2 separate regions of the Anas platyrhynchos genome follow, and region 2 is linked to region 1. Evidence: chromatin contacts called from public Hi-C data. All regions are on one chromosome and are shown on one strand. The core of a region is the stretch at or near the end of the contact, and the rest is flanking DNA. Distances in the headings are between cores, read along the strand shown.

What was found. A called contact is a pair of places that touch in the nucleus more often than the background predicts.
Region 2: a contact with region 1 is called in a Hi-C map of F1 follicle, with 2.2 times the contacts expected there. The contact joins the enhancer-like site here to the promoter of NSUN4 in region 1. A contact is called at or near these places in 2 of 8 Hi-C or Micro-C datasets (F1 follicle and subcutaneous adipose tissue).

Annotation. Positions count from the first base shown.
Region 1 is chr8:30,360,232-30,364,491 of IASCAAS_PekinDuck_T2T, reverse strand. NSUN4 (NOP2/Sun RNA methyltransferase 4) reads right to left here and starts at 2,364. Exons shown (of 6, transcript XM_027463273.3): 1 at 2,229-2,364; 2 at 1,547-1,953; 3 at 1,093-1,247; 4 at 774-928; 5 at 126-250. The coding sequence starts at 2,330. It overlaps UQCRH (ubiquinol-cytochrome c reductase hinge protein), which reads right to left. Exons shown (of 6, transcript XM_005027362.6): 4 at 3,815-3,844; 5 at 3,623-3,812; 6 at 3,570-3,620. The coding sequence ends at 3,595.
Region 2 is chr8:30,540,273-30,544,532 of IASCAAS_PekinDuck_T2T, reverse strand. No RefSeq gene overlaps it. Among named protein-coding and RNA genes, the nearest start is that of TMEM275, 28 kb to the left of the region's middle. Within about 2 kb of position 2,097, at least 1 of the 8 cell types and tissues checked has an H3K27ac peak or open chromatin away from gene starts, as enhancers often do. A contact at or near this core is called in F1 follicle, where this site is marked.

The sequences.
Region 1 (4,260 bases), core at 1,115-3,614:
GCACAGATGAGGTGGGGAGAGCTTTGTACAGGTACACACAAAGTAAGAAGAGGTTTCAGTGCTGACAGTAACGAGAGCTACTGTTGTAACACAGCTAACAACAAAACAGTGTCAAGCTCACTCACATCAGCAGCTGTAGCTGCAGCATTGGCAACATCTGACGCTCCTTGGTTCTCCTTCTGTGGAAGATGTTGTTGTCTGTCTCCATCACAGAGTGCCTGTCTGTCGTGCAGGGCACGTCCACGAGGACCTGCAGCAGTGGAGATCCTGCATCATTTTTGGCCTCAGATTGAGCTCAGAGGTCACCCAGCACCTCACCCAACACCTCCAACCCTGCCATGCTCCAGGTAATAAAGCAAAACTGAGGGGACACCTCCTGGTGTAACAAATCCTCCTCCCCCAAGCAGAACAAACCACTAAGGAGCCAGCATAGCCCACCAGGCTCCTGCCTGACAGGGGAATGGGTACGGGTTAAGAAACAAAAAGCAACCATCTAAGTTTCATATCTAACCCCTTGCAAGTGAAGAATTAGGATGGGATATTTACGGGCAATCATACAGACAGATAAAGGTACAGCTCAGGATGCCCATACTCACCAGATGCTGCAGAAAGGGTATAGCTAGAGGAAATACTACTCTATATGTGGCTTAGTCTCAGCATTTCAGGCTGTGCAAGACTATACAATTATACTGTTGGATGAGCTGCTGTCTTCCTCTGAAACAGGAGGAAACTGAAATAGTTGGGCTTATCTTCACCAGTTTTCAGTCACTTACCTTATGGAAAGTCCCACCTTCCAGCTCTGCCCAGTCCCTTCCGTCGTACGACGTGACACTCACGGCTTCCCTGACATTTTTGGGAACGTAGCTACTGAGAATCTGGTACAATCTCTTTGTGCGGGAAATGGAGACGTCGTTGGCTGCCAGATGCCCTGGGGCGAGAGGAGAAAACAGCATGCTGAGAAATTCACTCTGGAAAAAAACACACACAATTCCCAACTCTTATAACCACAAAAGATTAACATGCAGACAGGCAGCGCCACGTACCGCAGCACGCTTTCCCATCCCAGTTTTACTCAACAGCCCCTTCGCTTACCACAAGCCCCAGTCTGCAGCAGAGCCAGAGTCTTGCCACCTGGAGCTGCACAGAGATCAAGGACGAAGTCATCTGGCTGCACGTTGAGGGCCAAAACGGGCAGGAGGGATGCTGCGTCCATCAGATAGTAGCTGAGGAGCCCCAGAGAGTCTGGCCTGGAAACCACCATTACAGAAAAGCAAGCGTGTGAGGGAACAAAACAACTGGAGGTTAAGAGGGGCACGTAGAAAAGAAGCTGGTGCTAACACCCCGACAGTGGCAATGGCAACTCTGGTTTGTCCTAGGAACGGTCAATGAAATATTATTAAAGGCCTAGCTGGGGATAGTCTGGCACCTCTCAAAGCCAACTAGAACTGTTTTTTTTTTTTCAAAAATGCAACTTCTTTAGCTAGTTGTATCTCATGTGCTACATCTGGTTGATATCAGTGCAAAGAAAACAGGAAAACCACCTCACCAAGCAGGACGAAAGCGCGTGATGTCCCCCCTGGGGAAGGTGTAGCACTTGATGTTGGAGCCGATGGGGGCAGGCGGTGGCGATGTCCCTGCCGGTGTCACCGTCCTGCCTCCACCATGCCCCTCCGGGGACACGCTCTCCCCCTTCTCCGCTCCCACTTCTGAGCCCTGCAGCAAACTCTGCGCCTTCCTGGCAGCTTCGGAAACGAAATCGGTGGCGTTGTGCAGCTCCAGCTCCTGGGCGACGTGTTCGGCAGAGGCGAAGCTGTTGAGCAGGGCACCATACTTCTGCTCGCACAGCAGCGCGGCGCGCACGGCCGGCCAGCGCTCGCCCAGCTGCAGGCCGTAGCTGGTGTCGAAGTGGTGCAGCGCCAGCCGCGTGGCGGGGATGCGGGGCGCCGTGGCAGCCTGGGGAAGAAAATTTTGGGGTGTGTGTGAAGAGACAAAATCTCCAAGAGACAAAATCCCCAACATCACGGTGACCTCCAGCCACTGCGCTTCACTCGGTGGTCTCTCCGCCGCCATGCAAGGAGGGGATGGGCTGCAGGGAAGAGGGCGAGCATGCAGAAGGGTGGGGAGGAAGGAAGATAAAGGGGTGCAGCAGGGATAAAAGGGGGTGCGGGAGGGCTGAGGGGGGGGGAAAGCCAAACTACACGGTGCCCGGGGAGCGGCGGCGCCCTCACCCACTTCTCCTTGTGGCGGTGCCGCCGGGGCGCCGCGCCCAGCCCCGGGGCCCCCAAACCCCATCGCAGCAGCGGCAGTAGCGGCCGCCCCCCCACAGCCATGGCCCCGAGACCCCCCCCACAACCCACGGGCACCTTCCGGGGCGGGCCCGGTACCGGCAGCGGGCGGGCGGAGCCCCGGGAGGCGGCCGCAGCCGCACGGGGGCGGCAATGGGATGGGGGAGCCCCCCCCGCAGCCGGGGGACGGCCACATGTTAGCAAATCTTGCACCACTGGGAAAATGGAGAGGGAATAAAGTTGTGCTAGGGTTGGGGTGGTGCTGGGGTTAAGCTCTGTTTGGGTGCGTTAGGGGCTGAGCTCGGGATCCGTCAGAAAAGGGGTGATGCATTTTGGAGGTGATGTTGTGAGAGCTGCGGAAGCATTTGCTGCACAGCTAAACATTGCTGTTCTTTCCCTGCTCCTAAATATCCTACCCCGAAGGGAAACAGCGTGATTTTATGAGTTGGACTCAGTGATCTTTGCAGGTACCTTCCAGCTCAGGACATCCTGCAATTTATGAACGCGACCCCACTGCCCCTGGCTGGTGCTTACCGCTGATGCCACATCGCAGTGCAGCAGTGCCCAAGTCACCGATGCACCACTCAGGCATCATTCCCTGCTCCTGCACTCAATAATAGGGGGAACCACCACCCTGCCTGTCTGCAGCCCCATGATCAGTTGTACTGGGACAAGACACAGAGCTGACCACAGCAGAGGCTTCTCCAACCTCTGCTAGCAACCTCTGGGGGACACCTGCCAGATATCCCCAAAGTTTCTCATGAAACAGAAGTGGCTTCACCTCACAGCTTTCTAAGGGTAAGAATCGGGTATCAACTTTGGGATTAAATAGCACTAAAAAAAAAAAAAAATCACAAAAAAAGCTGTCTAAAAAAAAAAAGTAAAAAAAAAAAAAAAAAAAAAAAAAAAAAAAACAAGACTTCAAATTTTTAAGTAATTCTATTTAGCTGTTCAAGAATGTTACAAAAATGATGTTTCTTTCCTATAAAAAGTCAACCTTTCATGCTTTTCCTCTGGAAGGCAGCATTTTTGGAAAAACTGGTTTAGTCACAACTTACCAAGTAAACAACACCGGTCTTGTGGGGCTCAGAAATGTCTTTGTGGCTTCAACAAATTCTTACCGATCACAGCAGCCACCGGTCACTGAGGCTGCACAAGGACATTCCCACAAGTGAGGAAAAGTCTCCCCATGGACACACAGGTGGGCTCTGACCCCCACTCATTTTATCTTAACCCAGTACCAGTACAAGTGAGAACCAGAGACTAAGAAATAAACCAAGAGCATTTCCACAGGAACTTTGAATGTTTATTATGGAAAATTACAGAACATCAGCATGGGTTTTCTGTAGCTGCACATCTTCCATGAGAACAGATGCAGTGACATGCTGGCAATTGGTCACTGCCACAAAGCGGCTCTGCTTTTACTTCACATTGACAATAAACAGGCAGGAAGCAGTCTGTGAATCCATGAACCGACGAGAGCTTTCTGTCAGATTATGGAAGCAGATGGACAATCGCTCCAGTGTTCACTTCAGCTTGGTAAAGAGCTTGTGAGCAACCTGAAAGAGAAGACAAAGCACACAGTGACTGACGGTTCCTCTTCAAAAGGGCTGGAAGTCAGCAGGGTTTTACCGCCCATCTCTTGGTTTTCTGGGCCCTCTTGCAAGAAGTCATTCCAGAAAACTAGTGAGATTTCTTACAAAGCTGCACCTCAGATGAAAAGGGGTTAAATTAGGAAAGGCAAATACAACACTGAGATAGCAAAGTGCCACCTGCATGGCAAAAACATTGTTTGACATTGTTGTTTAGTAATCTACAGAATTTAAGCTGGATCTGCTATAGCAAGTAGAAGAAACATTTAATAAGAAAAAGCACCGACATTCACAGCTTTTTGGAGATTTTGGAGTGACTCGAGAGCTACCCAGCATCACACTTTCACGCTCAGGAGCCTGGCTGAGGGCCGGCCTGCTGTGCA
Region 2 (4,260 bases), core at 848-3,347, 180 kb before region 1:
TCAGCTCCAATTTATGCAGCAGGGGGATACGTGAGTGTCTGGAATGGAATCAGCTCAGTCAATCATGTGCAATGTAAACCCTCTGTGAAAATACCCCAGATCCACTTTGCAAAATGACTCCATTAAATGACAAAACAATATGCATGCACTCATAAGGAAGTAAGAGATTAAACAAAGACCTAGAGCTTATAATCATTACTGCTCTAGGGTACAAATAAAATGTGGTGATAGAAGCCTGCCTGATGTGTATTTTAGCAGTTTTTGCAGATTTTTCCCAATTCCCTTCCCTAGTCAATATTTCAAATTTGTTTGTACGCAGAATGATTACGAAAAAGCATCCTTTTCTACTTACCAGTGCAAGTGTAGGCTGTCAGAGGAGGCATCTGCATCCATCGGCCCCCCGAGAACAACTGGCTGCAGAATGATGGGACCCCAAATTACCATCTATTTATTACCATCTATTTATTGCCTCTAAACAGCAAGGCTTCTTCTAAAATACCTGAGCTGAGCAACCTTGCTTCCACTGGTAAACACTCCAGTTTAGTAGTTATATGTAGAAGTTATCTTTGTTATTGGTTTATTGTCAAAATGCTTAGCTGCAGAGGAAAAGTCTCAGCAGACTTTAGGCAGACCAGGCCAGGGTACTGCTATTTGCCAGCTGTAAGGGCATTCACTGACCTGAACCGTGGTCCTGAAGTCTTTAGATTAGTGAGACTTCTGGGGGCTCAGTGCCTTCGGGAACATCAGCCTTGTGTTAAACAGCACCTGCAGGGAGCAGAGCAAATGCAGTTGTTTCTGCACTCCTCAGGCTCCGGCTTTGCCTCCCTCATTCACCAGGTGCAAGCCCCTGCCATGTAGTGCCCAAACATGCACGGCAAATACACGCTCTACACTTGTGCACACTGCAGCTCTAATGCCTGTTTTTTAACCCCCTAATTCTCTCCAAGGTTCCTATTAAAGCAACAGGGATGCTTAATGTGGGGTTTGATACTTCTTTAAGGGGTCGAGATATCTGAAATGAGCACCCTTCCCTGGGAAACCAGCACTTTGGGCTCATTGCTGTTTCTTCCCCCTCTGCTGAGAATGAATGGTGTTTTATTTATAGGCAAGACACAAAGCTGAAGGCCCAGGATAAGAAGCTGCCAGCACCAGAGACAGAAATAATATCTGTGATTGACCTAAATGTTCAAGGCAACCGCTGACAGCCCAAACACAGCACAAGAGCGGAGCCTTTGACAAATAAATGGAAAGAAATTTATACCCAAGGCTGTAAGAGCAGACCTTGGGGAAAAAAAATAAATAAATAACCCTCAGCCTTTCAGCAGCAATCAGTGAAGGTGCACAACCAAATTGCGTCCTGCTGTTATGCCAACCTCCCTGAGCAGGGGGAGAGCCTCCAGAATAAAGGCCGTGCCTTGACAATTTGCAAACACAGGGGGAGAGCCCAAGCTGGCATTTTTGTTCTTGAATTTTGCATGGGCCAGCACCTGCTCTGAAATATCCTGTGTCATAGCAACAGGAGGCTAATAAAAGAAGAAAAACACCCGTGCACCAAGCGAGAGGTTTGCAAAGGGTCTGTGGTTTGGGTGATGGCTGGCTGATGCAGATCCCAAGCTTTGGTTCCTGTGGGTGAGGGGTGGCCTTAATAGCAGGACGCATGTGGGGAACGTTCCTCAAAATCCTCATGCAGCAGCCAGACGCTGCTGGAGGAAACTTTCTGGAGGCAAACCAGTCAACAGCAATGCCGATCTGGGGACATCTGGGGCTTTCTAGGCTCACAGACCAGCCCTGGAGCTCATTCATTGCCCATCATCCTCCCTTGGCCCTTGAATCCTTCCCCACTCTTGACTAAAAGCAGGAGCCTCCGCCGAAAATCCCTATCCAGGATGCAAAATGTCACAGAAAAAGAGCAGAGATGCTGGAAAGCAGCTGGGGAGCTTTGCTGCGCAGTGAGATGTGATGGCTAAGGTCGTGGAAAGGACCCTGGGCTCAACAGGGACCCCCAGAGATAAATTCAGCCCTGGCTCAGAGCTGGTGGGGCAACCCAGGGCTTGTAAGAAACACCTCTCCTTGCAGAGCACAAGGAAATGGGGCAGTGCTCGTTTTCTGCACTACCAGATGAGGCTGGTAGGTGTCACCAGCAATTAATACAACTGCAAAGAGAAGGAGATGCACGTTCATTTTTCTGCACCAAGAACTCACAGATGGGTTGGGCTGTGTATTTTTGGCACTGCACAATGCTGGGGGGAAATAGATGTTGCACAAGCCAGTTTAGGCTCGTGGTGTAGAGATGCTTGCCTTATCTTCAGTTCCATAGCAAAATTGTTGTCCACAGCTTGAATTTGGCTGCTGCTGTCAGTCCAGTTAAAGGACAAGATGGGGGAAAAGGTGGCAATTGGCTTGGGCTGGCTGAAGGCACCTGTGAGACCACAGCCTTCCCTTCAGGCAGGAGCATCCTCCTCCTCAGCACCCTGCTGCAAACCGAGGGGACAACGCAGCACAGGGCTGTGCAGAGGCTTTGGTGCTGAGCATCCTCGTCATGGGCAGCCAGTGAGGATTCCTGTCTCCCTCCTCATCTGTATGATCTTTTATTTTTCTTTTCTTTTTTTTCTTTTTTATTTTCTCCCCATGACATCTCACAGGTTTGGACTTCTGGAACCTGTGCTCTGAGCCACGGTTATTGCACACAATTTCTCCCCTCAACCGCTCTGGCAAGTAATAGAATTATCCTCCCTCCCTCGCTCATCGGCAAGCTTTAATTCAGTGATAAATCTTTGCTCCATGGAAGGAGAAGGGCAAGAAAGGGGGAAGGAACCAGATAGCCACAAACAGGGAGCTGATAAATGCTAATGAATTTACCGGGATTACACCAATCCCTTAGCAGAAGCCAGAAAGCAACAGAAACCCTTGCAATCACTCTGCATCTCACTGTAATAAATAATTCAGAAGACAGGAAATCTGCCTTTTGCTGCAATTAATTACATTTGGCCACAACAACACAAACCAAGGTAAACATTTTGCTTGGCTGCAGGTGGAGGAATGTGCTGTGACCCAAATCCAGCTGGAAACCTGGCGAGCACTTTTCCAGGGCTGGGCTGAGCCTCAGGAGATGCGGCGAGTCCTACCACGGTTGCATTTTACAACACCCCCAGACCCAGCCAACACATTATATATATATATATATATATATATATACACACACACATATATATATACATATATATATATACACATATATATATACATATATTTTATATATATATTTTAATACATATTTTTTTTCTTTTCCCAAGACAGTGCAGCAAAAAAAGGGCTGAAAGGGCTGCTGGTTTTCGCCTGCCTCTTGCAGAGATTTAGGCAGCAGAGGGAGCTCGCTGCCCTGATATGAACAATTTCTCACCAATATTGCTTGTCCTCTGAGCAGGTACAGACTGCGGGATGAAAGACTGCAAAGCCATCCATCTGTGGGTCAGGTCCGTAAAATCTGCTGGATATTCTGTTTGGGTAGATCCCACCCGTCCCCATGGTAAATGGCTATTTCTTGTGATGTGGTTCTGCTGTCTACAAATGTAATGAGCCTGAGAGTTGCTGCCCCAGAGCATCATCCAGGGCTGGACCCCAAAGAGGTTGGCTGCCCAAATACCTGGCCAGAGGAATTTTGAAGGGAGCTGCTCTCCAGAGAGATTTGCAAAGGACAAGAACAACCTGGACTTTTTTATTTTATTTTATTTTATTTTATTTTATTTTATTTTATTTTATTTTATTTTATTTTATTTATTATTTTATTTTTATATCTGGTAATCATAAAAAAGCTTCAGGTTGAAAGGAAAGCTAATGAGTCATTTTAGCTTTCAGTATTTTGAAAGGCTTTCCTAATATAACTTTTTTTTTTCTTTTTTCTTTTTTCACACTGATACTTTGATATTAACTTCAGGATGCAAGAAGCATAAGAAAGCAGTTTTCCTTTTTTATTTTATTTTATTTTTTATATATATATATTTAATCCTTTTTTCTCTTTAACTCATCTACATTGGATGAGTTAAAACCGACCTCAATTCATACTCTTTTCAGTATTGCTGAGTGCACATTTGTGTTTCCCCCATCCCTACCAGCACAAAGCCACCAGGATTTCAAGGCAAAGTGCTCCTGACAGCTGCACTTCTCCAAACTAACACGATTTCTGAGCAGTCCCTGGACAACGCAGTAGATGGCACTCCAGATATGATATTCCGGGCCTAAAACTCCACTCCTGAAGTTAAA